Regions from separate parts of the Sus scrofa genome. Here all the other regions are linked to region 2. Evidence: chromatin contacts called from public Hi-C and promoter capture Hi-C data. All regions are on one chromosome and are shown on one strand. The core of a region is the stretch at or near the end of the contact, and the rest is flanking DNA. Distances in the headings are between cores, read along the strand shown.

Region 1 (4,431 bases), core at 1,910-4,409, 320 kb before region 2:
TAAAAAGACACTGTAACATCTAAAAGGTCATTACAGATTTACAAACCTTTTAACACAAAAGTTGATACCTATAAATCTAATTTTCTCAGGTCATTAATGTCACCTAGATCTAGTGAGCTTGTTAAGTGATCTAGTGTCCTTTTAAGATTAAGCAACTTAAAAATTCTCTCTCTCATCACACAATTCTCCTGCCCATTTTCTCCATTCATCTTAAACATCTCAGAAATAGGAAAAAACATTGAGAGAAAGAGTAGAGGTAGCAAGTCAAAACTCCAGGTCAGAATTGCAATTTCCACAAATATGACAGCTTGAGGCAAATCTGTTTTTAAAGATTTGAAAGCACTGAAGCCCATCTTTGTAATTAGTTCACAAGAATATGATTTACCACTAAGTCTGATGATTACATTTCAGAAAACTGGCAAACTTCAAAGATTAAGTAAAATCAAGTTAATCAAACATAGTTCATAACTGAGCAAAACAACTAAAAGAAGCAGATGTGAAACAGGTTTTAGAGAACTCAACCAGCTAATTCACATTATACAATCATTTAGAATAGTTATTTTCTGTTCAAAAATACAATGTAATTTTTAAAAAAACCATGTGATTGGGACCTCCTGTTGAATAATATGGTGTTAACAGTAGTTCAAAAGAAGTCACAATATCTACCTCTCAATTAGTGATACTCTATTATACAAAGCCCTCCAATAAAGATATACCGAAGTATATAAGCCAAAATAAAAATCTCAGCTTTAAGAAAAATTTCACAAGTGCCTTTTCCAATCCAGATACCTAAATTCTAATGAAATTACATTTTAATAAAATACCTTTTATAAAGTTTTTGAGTAGGAGATTATGGATCCTCCACGTAGAATCTGATGTCAGGTTAAGGTTAACTGTTTGGGGAGGTTCAACAAGCTATTTGACATATTCCTAAATAAGTTTATAATATTTTTATATAATCATATTTTAACAACCATATATATAAACATTAATGGAAAAAAAGTATGTTTCGATACCAGGCCCTTCAAAATACTGAATTTTAATTAATGTAAATCTGAGGTTATCAAATCAATCTGATTGCTTTTAACACTTCTATATTTATTTCAACTTCAAAATATATTTATGTAAATAAATTATTCTAATCCTTAATATAAAACAAGATACAGTTTTTGAAATGCTATTTTAAACCCATTACCATTAGAATTTTTGCTCATTACATGTCATTTTTTAAAAAGGCTGGGAAGAGGGGGATTAGTACTAAAAGAAAATGACTACAAAGGAGGGAACACCAAAAAACTTCATGGTGACGCAGATGCTTACTACCTCGATTGGTTTCACAAAACCTCAATGGTTTCACAAAACGAAGATTATTAAATTCTATGATTTAAATATGTAGTTTATGCCAATTTATACAACAAAGTGTCTGTAAAAAAGAACCTGCTGCAGACAAATTGAGTTCGAAGCAGTCAAAAGCGATTTTTTTTTCAGGTCTCCATGCCCTGGGTTTGTCAATTTCACATTAGCCGTACAATTAAATGTTTTTCTAAGACTTGTAGGCTCCCTTTCAAACAATACAATACACACTCTACCAACTGCCCATATTTAGATGGCGAGTTAAAATTATGTTACGCTTTAACCATTTCATCAAAATGTATCTGGTATGGCTCCATCCACTCAGGTGCCAAACCAGTTAATGCTGTCATTTAACATATAGAATATGTCATAGAATAACCATATATCATTGTACCTTACCATGCTAAATACATACTGTAAACACACTCTATATCGTGATGTATGAAAACATCATAAACAAGTATTAACTGCTGGTAAATGGGATATAAGGCAAAAAAATAAAGTGTCTGAATAGGAAACAGAAGATGCCAGAGAGTAAAAACAAACAAACAAACAAACAAAACACACAATCTTTCTAAAAGCTATTTAGAAAACACAATAGACTTCAAACATAAACCAGTTCTCAGGTCCCTTCTAAATTGTGTTAGTAAATACAAATTTGCACCTGGATATATTTTATTAATCTATTAACCAGATAGTGCAGTCTAAGAGTCCCAAAGACATTCAACATGTTATATAGAATTTCATGAAACGTTATTTTCAGGGTTCTCTTGTGGCTAATGCTATATTTTACTTGTAAGTGACTGAACTGATTTGCACCATAATTAAAGCCCATTTTAAAAGATAACTTTAAGATATATTTAATACTTTGTTACCACTCTAACTCATCCTAAATTTCATAGGGGTGAAGTTGTCTTTTGTTTATAAATTCCCCAATCACAATTCTCACATGTGAACAAAAAAAGAAACTTGCTTTTAGTGAAGGCTGCAGAGACTGAGCAGAATTACTGAGATAGAAACAGCAAAAATATGCAGCCTTCTGAGGAAAACATGATTTTAAAATCTTGAGGATTACCTCAATGTGACACAAAATCTAAAACATTTTTGCTTTAAGATTATGCTCTTTACAATCAGAATATATTATGGGAGTGGGATGGGGGGGGAGCCAAAAGCAAACGAGAGTACACAAAACCAAAAATATCAAAATACAAAACACAGAGTAAAATTATTCTTCTAGTCAGCAGCAAACAGAAATGATTCAAAATTATGTGCAAATGAAAAATAAAGTGGTTGTTTTAACATTCGATTGTTTAATAAACTCGTTAAGCAGTTGATAATAAAAGGCTATTTTCCATAGCTTTCTTTTTCTAAACTCAAAAGGTAATCACCATCTTTAATAAAGTATAACTTTGTTTTAATAAATGAATAAAGTACATTGTGTTTAGAGACCAATACCTTGAACACTACAGAGAACGACAATATTCTGAAAATCCAGTTTTATTTTCCATGTTGTGGACAGATCCAGTCAGTGTGATCAGTTTTTCTGCATGTGTAATAATTTATCAAAATAAGTTTTCCCACAAGACTCTTTTCCATCAACTCTGAAAATCCTGGTCTGACAACATAACCAAATAGAGCTCTTGAAAATCACCTCTTAAAATTTGGAAGAAAGTGTGGCAAATCTTTCCTGGTAACATTTACTGAACTACAAATGGCTAAAGAGCAATTTACGTTTTAAAAGGTGACTAGTACAACAGTTGAGTTCAGGAAATTAATGTTTTAGTGCACTTTGCTCCAGTTTTAGCCAACATGCTACATTGTCCTTTTTTGGAAGGGGGAAGGGAAAGGGGCACACAAAGTGGACTTGAGGATTTCCATTGTACGAAAAAGATATGACTCTGCAAGCAAAACAGTGTAAGCTGCCTCTTTTTTCTTAAGACCTGGACATTTTAAGACAGAAGCTTTGCAAAACATTACACAATTTTTTATTATTAAATGAGAAAATCTCATTTGTTACATCGTCACATTGCTAGTCAGAGAAATGCTGCAGTGATGAAGAAAGTCAATGTTGGATCAACCAAAGTCCTCATTTCTACAACATTCATTTACAAAGAAATAATGTTCAACACAGCCCAACACAACATTCTTGGTTTTCTTCATATTGAAGTCCCCCCAAAAAATCATCTTCTAATGGGGTATTTACTACATAAATTATAGTTCTTCATTTTTACAATTCACCCCAAACTGTATGAGAGATGTATCACACTAAAATTTCTAAAGCTGTTAGGAAATCCTTCACACATCGTCGTCATCTGATGTGTCACTGCTACTTGTCTCTGTGTCATCATTCTCAATAGTGGGTTTGAAAGTGCTGTTTTTCCAGGGTCCAAACTTGAAGTCACAGATCAGGCCATTTTTCAAAATACCATTTTTCCTCAGACCATTCTTCTGTAACTAAAATGTCAACAAAAATAAATTGAATAAGTAAACTATCCTCCAAGTGTTACTTACAAATTAAGAATGCTCTATTAAATGTAACCATGAATACAATAAGGGTAATTTCATCCTACCCAAAAACTCCATAGGTTATGGTATCACATTTGAAAAACTAGTTAGATACAGGTAATTGATCCCACCAATCTAACAAGTATTTCCTAAGAATATGCCATCACCTTTGGAAGAACTGCATTTACCATCTATGAAACCACTATTAAAAAAGAAAAATTACTGTATAGTACTAGTCTAGTGAAGAGAGCACAGATTTGGGATGCAGACAGACTAAGTATGAATTCTAACTCTGTCACTTGTTAAGGAATTAACCTTTCTAAATTTTCATTTATTTAATGAAAACTGTTAATAAAATTCTTTAGATGCTGCCTACAATATAATCAGCAACCATTAAGCTATGGTGTTATTTTTAATTATTCTGACCTAAGTGGGCCATTACCATATCTCACAATCCAATTTATTCATACTTTGCAGAATACCTAAAATACAAAGTATTCCAGTAAGCAGTATTCAAGTAAGGTATATACAAAGTAACAAAATCAAATAGAGGCCTTTGCTTAACCACAGAGA
Region 2 (4,395 bases), core at 724-3,223:
CCGTATTCTAAACCCAAAACTACGGCGTGCTTTTAGCGATTCTTTTAGCTCACACAGCTGGGCTACTTTCACCATATAAACTACGGAGTTGTGAAAATAAAATTACAGTTTGCCTGTAATTTCAAGCCCCCAACTATACCTTGGCAGAGAAAAGGCCACACACCCTCACGCCCTACAACTTTTCTTTTTTAAAGTTTCTATTTTTTGCCCAAACACTGGTACCCCAGCCCTTGAGGACAGCGAAAAAAGCCACCACCCGCGGGCAACAAGACCTAGCTGACAGCACAGCGCAGAGGACGACGGGAAATAGGCCTCAGGCCCCGCCCACCCAAAGCCCCAAGCCCTTTTCAGGACCCCAGGCCCCTCTGCCTCATCCACCTCTGGCCCTGCCTTCCTCGGACCCCGCCCACTCAGGTCCCTCCCGCCTCAGGGCCTCTGGACCGTCTTAGGCTCCGCCTGCTTGAGGCTCCGCCCACCTCGGGCCCTCTCTTTTAAGTTTCAGCGGCCACAATGGCGTCCCTGGGCAGAAGAAAAAGGCTTCTGGTCCGGCCGCCCAGCCTTCTCACCTCGGGTTGTGGCTTAAGTTTAGCGCGATCCAGGGTACGAATCGATACTTATAACGGCGCCATCGCTGCTGGAGGTCCCGCAACAGGCGGCCCGGCATGGTTGTCCCGTGGCGGCGTGATGGGGACTGCAGGGGAGTGAGTCGCGGTCTCGGGCCCTCCCCGCTCCGAGGAGGAGCGGAGGCCGCCCCGTCCCGCCCCTTCCCGGTCTCCGCCCTCAGTCCCAGGCTCGGTGGCCCGGGTACCTCTGGCTCCTGTCGCCTGTGTCTCGGTGCCTCCGCGTTACTGACCCAGCTTGCTGAAACAGGTGCGTAGAGCCGTGGGAGAGCCCCTTGTTCCCTTTTAATTTCTCCATTCGTTCGTGTGTATTTACAGTCACGCGCACTTTTAGAAGTTTAGACAACGCTTATTTCCAGTGGAGATAAACTGCCAGAATAACTCAACCATCTTCACATCAGCAGGTGTTTATTGGGACATAAATGTGTTGATGCGTTTTCCTCAGGCTGGAAATCTGCTTTCCTGTTTTTTAAGAGTGAGCGTAGATCCTAGCCTAAAGTCTAAATTGAACAAGTCAGATCTAGTGACTATTTAGGCAAGTTCAAGTAGCCTTAGGACTAATCTATTTCAAAAAGTAATAAAAAGAGAAAATATATCTCCGAGTTTCACTCTAGATAGAGGCAAGTTTGCAAACTCTAGAGGCTCTGCAGTCAGGTGCCGTGTTTGCTAGATTGGCATCCTCCAGATTTACCTGATTTGCTAAATGGGAGCAATTCACCTCCTGGGTGTGAACGAATGGCATTCATAGAGTAACATTAAGATCTCCAAACTTATAAGGAATCAAAAATAAGCATTTGACTCCTTACCTGTAGTATTATGCTTATCTTCAAAAATAAAAAAGCAGTTTTGTGTGTATTTCCAGTGCTTTTTTTTTTAATCTTTAATTTTTATCATATGGTTTAATCATCTATAATGTATATCCAATATAAAGGACCAGTCTGCCCAGATCTTACTTATTTGCTTATTTATTTACCTTTTGAGGTATAATTGACATATAACATATTAGCTTCAAGTGTGTAACATAATGTCATATTTGTATATATTGCAAAATAATCACAAGTCTAGTTAGTGTCTGTCACCGTACCTAGAGTATTTTTTTCTTGTCATGAGAAGTTTTAAGATGTACTCTCAATGACTTTCAAACGTGCAATAGAGTATTATTAACTGAAGTCACCATGCTGTACATTACATTCCCATGACTATTTTATAAAAGAAATTTGTACCTTTTGACTTTCACCCCTTTCATCCTCCCCCAACCATTAATCTCTTCTTTGTTTCTGTGAGTTTTCTTTCTTTTTTTGTTCTACTTCTGTTTTTTTTCCTTTGATTCCACATCTAAGTGAGATAATGCGCTATTTGTTTGCCTCTGATTTATTTCACTTAATAATGCCTTCAGGGTCCATCCTTGTTGCAAACAACAAGATTTCATTTTTAATGGCTGTGTGTGTGTACACGGGTACCACATCTTTATATATTCACCTGTTGGTGGTCACTTGAGTTGTTTCCATGTCTTGACTATTGTAAGTAATGCTGTAAGGAACATGAGGGTGCAGATGTCTTTTTGAGATTGATTTGGTTTCCTTTGGATACATACCCAGAATTGGAATTGCTGGGCCACATTGTAGTTCTATTTTTAATTTTTGAGGAATCTCCATACTATTTTCCATAATGATTTCACCAATTTACATTCCCACCAACAGTGCACAAAGGTTCCCTTTTCTCCACATCGTCCCTATCACTTGTTATTTATTGACTTTTTGATAATAGGCTTTATGACAGGTGTGAGATGATATCTCATTGCGGTTTTAATTTGTATTTCCATGATGATTAGTAATATTGAACATCTTTGCATGCACCTGTTGGCTGTTTGGATGTCTTCACTGGAAAATGTCTATTCAGATCTGTTCTTTTTAAAAATTGAATTTTTTTTTTTTTTTTTTTTTTTTTGCTTTTTAGGGCCACATCCATAGCATATGGAGGTTCTCAGGCTAGGGGTCCAATGGGAGCTATAGCTGCTACCCATGCCACAGCCACAGTCACGTGGGATCCCAGCCACATCTGCGACCTGCACCACAGGTCACAGGAACACTGGATCCTTAACCCACTGAATGAGCCCAGGGATCAAACCCGCATCCTCATAGATACTAGTCAGATTTGTTTCTGCTTTGCCACAATGCAATTTTTTTTTTTTTTTTGCTATTGATTTGTGTAGGTTCTTTATGTATTTTGGACATTAATCCCTTATCAGATTTATAATTTGCTTATCTTTTCTCCCATTCAGTAATTGCCTTTTCATTTTGTTGATGGTTTCCTTTGCAGTGCAGAAGCTCTTTAGTTTGATGTCAGCTAATTTATTTTTGCTTTTGTTGGCTTTTCTTTTGGTGTCAGGTCTGAAAATTCAAAGGCAAGAATGATGTTAAGGAGCTTAACTGCCTGTGTTTTCTTCTAGGAGTTTTATGGTTTCAGGTCATACATTAAAGTCTTTAATCCATTTTGAGATAATTTTTGTGTATGCTGAAAGATAGTGGTCCAATTTCATTCTTTTGCATGTGGCAGTACAATCTTCCCTACGTCACTTATTGAAGAGACTGTGCCTTCCCCATTGTGTATTCTTCTCTCCTTTGTTGTAAATTTATTGGCCATATGTGCATGGGTTTATTTCTGGGCTCTCTGTTCTGTTCCATTGATCTGTGTGTCTGTTTTTAAGCCAATGCCATTTTGTTTTGATTACTGTAGCTTTGTAATATAGTTTGATATCAGGGATAATTTGTCTCCTGCTTTGCTATTCTTTCTCAATATTGCTTTGGCTATTTGGGATCTTTTGAGGTTCCATACACATTTTATGATTGCTTGTTCTATTTCTGTGAAAAATGCCCTTGGGATTCTGATAGGGATTGCACTGAATCTGTAGATTGCTTTAGGTGATATGGACAATTTAACAATATGAATTCTTTGAATCCATGAGCATGAAATAGCTTTCAGTTTATTTGTGTCTAATTTATTTCATTAATATATCTTATAGTTTTCAGCATACTTAGAGTTTTAAGTCTTTCTCCTCCTTGGTTAAATTTACTCTGTCAATTTTATTATTTTTGATGCAGTTGTAAATGTGATTGTTTTCTTAATTTCATTTTCAGGTCTTTATCTTTTTATGGCTGCACCTGTGGCACATGGAAGTTCACAGGCTGCGTTGAATTGGAGCTGCAGCCGTGGCCTCTGCCACAGCCACAGCAATACTGGGTATGAGCCTCATTTGCAACCTATGCCACAGCTTGCAGCAATAACCCACTGAGCAGGCCAGGCATTGAATCCTCATCCTCACAGAGACAAGGTTGAGTCTTAAGCTGCTAAGGCTTAACCTACTAAGCCACAATTGGACTTCTCTTTCTGATAGTTCTTTGTTAGTGTATGGAAATGCAATAGATTTTTGTGTGTTGAAATTGTACCTCAGAAATTTACTAAATATGTTTATTAGTTTAGCAGCTTTTTGGTAGAGTCTCTAGGATTTTCTCTAATATCTTGTCATCTGCAAATAGTGACGTTTCTACTTCTTTCTTTCTAATTTGGATGTTCTTTTCTTTTTCTTGCTGCCTAATTGCTCTGACTAGGACTTACAATAATATGTCAAATGTAAATTTATGGTTTTAAAATTACGTTTCAATTATCTAATTCATGAAAACAATATTTTCCTTATAACAAATAGAAACATGGTAGATAAGGCTAAAACGTCTTTAACCATACCCTATGACCTGTGCTTTCAGCAATCCTGGTCCTT
Region 3 (4,219 bases), core at 1,416-3,915, 280 kb before region 2:
GGAAAGTATCTGCAATATATATGGCAAACAAATCACTCAAGATGAAAAGAACTATCACAAATAAAGCACTAAGAAATAAATTACACGAATAAGTGGTTCTTAGAAACAGTTCTTTAAAAAATGCTCAACCATAATTAATGCAAATCAAAACAATGAAGTACCATTTTTCATCTAATTTTACAAAGATTTAATAGTGTGAAAACAGGAGTTTCCGTCATGGCTCTGAGGAAACGATTCTGACTAGCATCCTGAGGTTCTACCCCTGGCCTCGTTCAGTGGGTACGGATCCAGCATTGCCATGAGCTGTGCTGTAGGTCAAAGATGCAGCTCAGATCCTGCATTGCTGTGGCTGTGGCAGCTACATCTCCAATTCGACCCCTGGCCTGGGAACCTCCACATGCCACAGACGCGGCCCTAAAAGACAGACACACACACACACACACACACACACAAAGTGTGAAAATATCTAGTGTTACCAGTGAAAAAGCCTGATAGGATTATAAAATGGAACAATCTTTTTGGAGAGCAATTAGGCCCTATCAAGCAAAACGTACAAACCTTCTAAACTATTGATTCTGTTGCTTGGACTTTACCCTACAAATATACTGAACAGTTGCCGGGCATTCCTGCAGCTTAGTACGTCAATAGGTAACTAATTAAACAATCCATGTAGATTCACTCAATAAAAGGTCACAGCTGACAGCTGAACAGTGTAGGGGGTTAAGGGTACCAACCCTTTGCACAATCAAAAAATCCATGTATAACTTCACAGTTGGTCCTCCATATCCACAGATCACATAGTACTACAGTATATATTTATTAAAAAAATTCCACATAAGTGGGTATAAACAGTTCAAACCCATGTTGCTCAAGGATCAACTGTATGTAGCCACTGAAGAGTTAGATACCCATGTACTAACTACAGAAAGATAAAAATATATTCCAGTGTATGCAAAAAAATCCTTGTGTTTCACTTCTGAAAATTAGTCTACTTAAAAATCAAGAAAAGAAAAGTTATTAAACTGTTAAACTGGTGAATTTTTAAGTCCGGCACACATGGATTCCTATCCTAACTCCAGCACTTTAGGGCAGGTTACTCATCTCTCTCAACCTCATTTCCCTCATCTATAAATGGGGGGGGGGGGGGGGGCAGGGACGACACAGTATTTCACCTCTTATGATTTTCGTTAGCCTTCTTATAAAGGGTTTTTACACGGTGATTGGTATGTAGCAATGACTCAAGAAACTTTAGTTATTATATTTTAAATCTTCTTCTGGATTCTTTATAAAAAAAAAAAAAAAAAAAAAACAGTTTTGTGGCACAGCAGAAATGAATCTGACTAGGAAGCATGAGGTTGAGGGTTCGATCCCTGGCATTGCTCAGTGGGTTAAGGATCCAGCGTTGCCTTGAGCTGTGGTATAGATCGAAGATGACGCTCAGATCTGGCATTGCAGTGGCTGGGGTGTAGGCTGGAGGCTACAGCTCTGATTGGACTCCTAGCCTGGAACCTCCATATGCTGTGGGTACAGCCCTAAAAAGCAAAAAAAAAAAAAAAAAAAAAAAAAAACACCAGAAAGTTTTCTAGAATTCTCTCATGGTGCAGCAGGTTAATGATCTGGCATTGTCGCTGCAGCAGCTGAGGGTCAATCCCTGGGCCCAGGAACTTCCACATGCCATTGGCATGGCCAAAACAAACAAACAAACAAAAAAAAGTTTTACAATTTTCTGATTCCTGGAGTATCTGAATCAGTAGTTAACAAAAACTACACAGTAAATAAGACGTTTCAATGAACTCTGAATTTTCTGATGCTCTCTTAGCCTGAAGTTTAATAAGCACACATTTTTCTTTCTCTTTCTTTGCTTTGCTTTTTAGGGCCCCACCGACAGCATATGGAAGTTACTGGGCTGGGGGCTGAATCGGAGCTGAAGTGCTGGCCTATACCACAGCCATAGCCACGTAGGGTCCGAGCCACGTCTTCAACACACACAAGCTCACGGCAAACACCAGATCCTTAACCCACTGAGTGAGGGCAGGGATCGAACCTGCATCCTCATAGATACTAGTTGGGTTGAAATTTCCAATAAGCACACATTTTCAATGTAAACCCACACTGCTTACATTATTGAAGGAGTAATTACGATGTTACTTTTTTTTTTTCTTTTAGGGTAGCTCCTGAGGCACATGGAAGTTCTCAGACTAGGGGTAGACTAGGGGTCAAATTGGAGCCACAGCTGCCTGCCTACAACACAGCCACAACAATGCAGGATCCGAGCTGCATCTGCAACCTACACCGCAGCTCAAAGCAACACCAAATCCTTAACCCACTGAGTGAGACCAAGGATCAAACCCACATTCTTATGAATACTAGTCAGGTTCTTAACCCACTGAGCCACAATGGGAACTCCCAATGTTGCTTTTCAAACTGTAGGTCAGGACTCATTATGAAGGATGATGAAATCAGTAACAATTTGCATTTTTTATTGTAATAAAAATGAACAGAAGAGAAGGAAGACTGCAAGTATAGGAGTACTATTTTAGTTATATCTATGTCCATATAAAAACATTATGTAAAATTTACCTCCTCCTGGGCCCCAATCAACAGTTCAAAAGCCAATGCCCTATTTCACAAGACATGCCCTATTTCACAAGACATGAACAACCACATGCAGTTTAAAATTTCACCACATGATGGGGCTAAAATTCTGCACTCCTCAGAAAACGATCCAGATTCAGTGCTGAAAACATTGTTACCCTTAATGCAAGTCTTCATATTATCTCTTCAAACAACAAATAAAAGACACTAAATTGAAACAGAGAACAAATAGTAATTAATGTCTGTCCCATTTACTCCAGGTAAGATTAAAAGGGCTTGGCAGGAAACAAGAGGTTCATTATAAATGAGAATCTATGAATAGCAATTTTAAGGGATGAAAAGATAAGACAGACAGTATAAGTCATTACTAAAGGTGTGTGTGTTTGTCAAAACCACTTTGGGTAAGGTCTAAGGAGACAGTTTCAAATACTGCTAGTTAAGAGTTCAAACTCACACTGTTTTCTGGAGGTAACTTAGACTAATTGATAAATAACAGGCAATCCCCAAGTCTCAATATCATCATCTTCATTCATGAGGGCCTTTATCAAGTGTTTGGTTCTAGAAAACAGTAGGGATTTCACCATACATACTAGCAGTCAATCTTAACCTCAGATTAACATCTGGATGAAGACAAGAATTATTCTTAAACTTTTAATGTGGTAGCTAACTTTCCAGGTGCTGATAATTTTCACTGATAAGCTTAAAAATAAAAACAAGTGTAGGAGTTCCTCTGTGGCTCAGCAGGTTAAGGACCTGGCTCTGGTCACTGTTGTGGCCTGGGTTCTATCCCTGGCCGGTGAACTTCCACATGCCAGCAGATGCAGCCAAAGATAAACAAATTAAAAAGTCTTAAATTCACTTCAGAAAAAATGAATAATGAAAATTAGAAAACTGAGTAGCAGGAAATTCATATGAATCCAGAGTCTGAAGTAGGCCTGGGAAAAAAATGAACCTAGGAAAAGCATAGATGAGAGCAGCTGGGGGAGCAGAGGAAGGAGGACAAACAACAAAGTAACAAATTCCAGAGACCTAAACTTAAGAGGAAAGGGGACAAACAGAGCCTGTAACTAAGAAGCAATCTCAGCTGCTTCTCAGTAGGAGTCGGCATATGATCACATTTTAGTCTATGAAATGAAATGTTTAATCATTTTATAAAATTCCAAAATGAGTCCTATGGAAAGAATACAGAAGATAATATGCATCCTAGATTCTACTCTAGCATCACACAAATTACATGAACAGGCAAGTCAATTAATCTTCCAGAGAATTCATCTGTACAAAATAAAGTCAGCTCACATGGTCATTAAGAGCCATTTTCAAATATTCAAATTCCTTTGTTGAAAATTTTGTCACTCCAATACAGCTTTTTAATATCATATTGGCCAGATTTACTGTAAATCCTTGCTGGGGAACAACGTTCCAAATTATAAAATTGTTCCCCTAAAAGCTGTTTTAACACACTGGTTTATAAGAAATGCCTGTACCCTTAAAAGGTTTTAGATGAATGCCTTAGCATGGTAGAGCTGGATTAACAGGCAAGCAGATTGATCAAGACCCCCTCTTGATTTCTTTGCACTATGAAAAAAAAAAAAACAAAGTGGAAGAGAGCTATTAAGCCAGATAG

What was found. Promoter capture Hi-C pulls out the DNA fragments that hold promoters and counts their contacts. Hi-C and Micro-C count contacts between places; a contact is called where the count stands out from the background.
Region 1: a contact with region 2 is called in a Hi-C map of liver, with 2.0 times the contacts expected there. The contact joins the enhancer-like site here to the promoter of SETD9 in region 2. A contact is called at or near these places in 3 of 5 promoter capture datasets (fetal liver, fetal skeletal muscle and liver), 22 of 47 Hi-C or Micro-C datasets (alveolar macrophages, blood, brain and 13 more) and 1 of 2 datasets of contacts at active chromatin or transcription factors (alveolar macrophages).
Region 3: a promoter capture Hi-C map of liver shows a contact between it and region 2, with 9 times the contacts expected there. The contact joins the enhancer-like site here to the promoter of SETD9 in region 2. A contact is called at or near these places in 3 of 5 promoter capture datasets (fetal skeletal muscle and liver), 19 of 47 Hi-C or Micro-C datasets (alveolar macrophages, blood, embryonic fibroblasts and 12 more) and 2 of 2 datasets of contacts at active chromatin or transcription factors (alveolar macrophages and skeletal muscle).

Annotation. Positions count from the first base shown.
Region 1 is chr16:36,296,224-36,300,654 of Sscrofa11.1, reverse strand. It overlaps GPBP1 (vasculin), which reads right to left. Exons shown (of 13, transcript XM_005672465.3): 13 at 2,652-3,807. The coding sequence ends at 3,649. Among named protein-coding and RNA genes, the nearest start is that of GPBP1, 81 kb to the right of the region's middle. Within about 2 kb of position 3,159, at least 3 of the 83 cell types and tissues checked have an H3K27ac peak or open chromatin away from gene starts, as enhancers often do. A contact at or near this core is called in alveolar macrophages, fetal liver and liver, where this site is marked.
Region 2 is chr16:35,976,538-35,980,932 of Sscrofa11.1, reverse strand. It overlaps SETD9 (SET domain-containing protein 9), which reads right to left and starts at 1,973. Exons shown (of 6, transcript XM_003133974.4): 1 at 567-1,973. The coding sequence starts at 664.
Region 3 is chr16:36,258,912-36,263,130 of Sscrofa11.1, reverse strand. The region is part of intron 3 of GPBP1 (vasculin); the gene reads right to left. Among named protein-coding and RNA genes, the nearest start is that of GPBP1, 44 kb to the right of the region's middle. Within about 2 kb of position 2,665, at least 5 of the 83 cell types and tissues checked have an H3K27ac peak or open chromatin away from gene starts, as enhancers often do. A contact at or near this core is called in alveolar macrophages and liver, where this site is marked.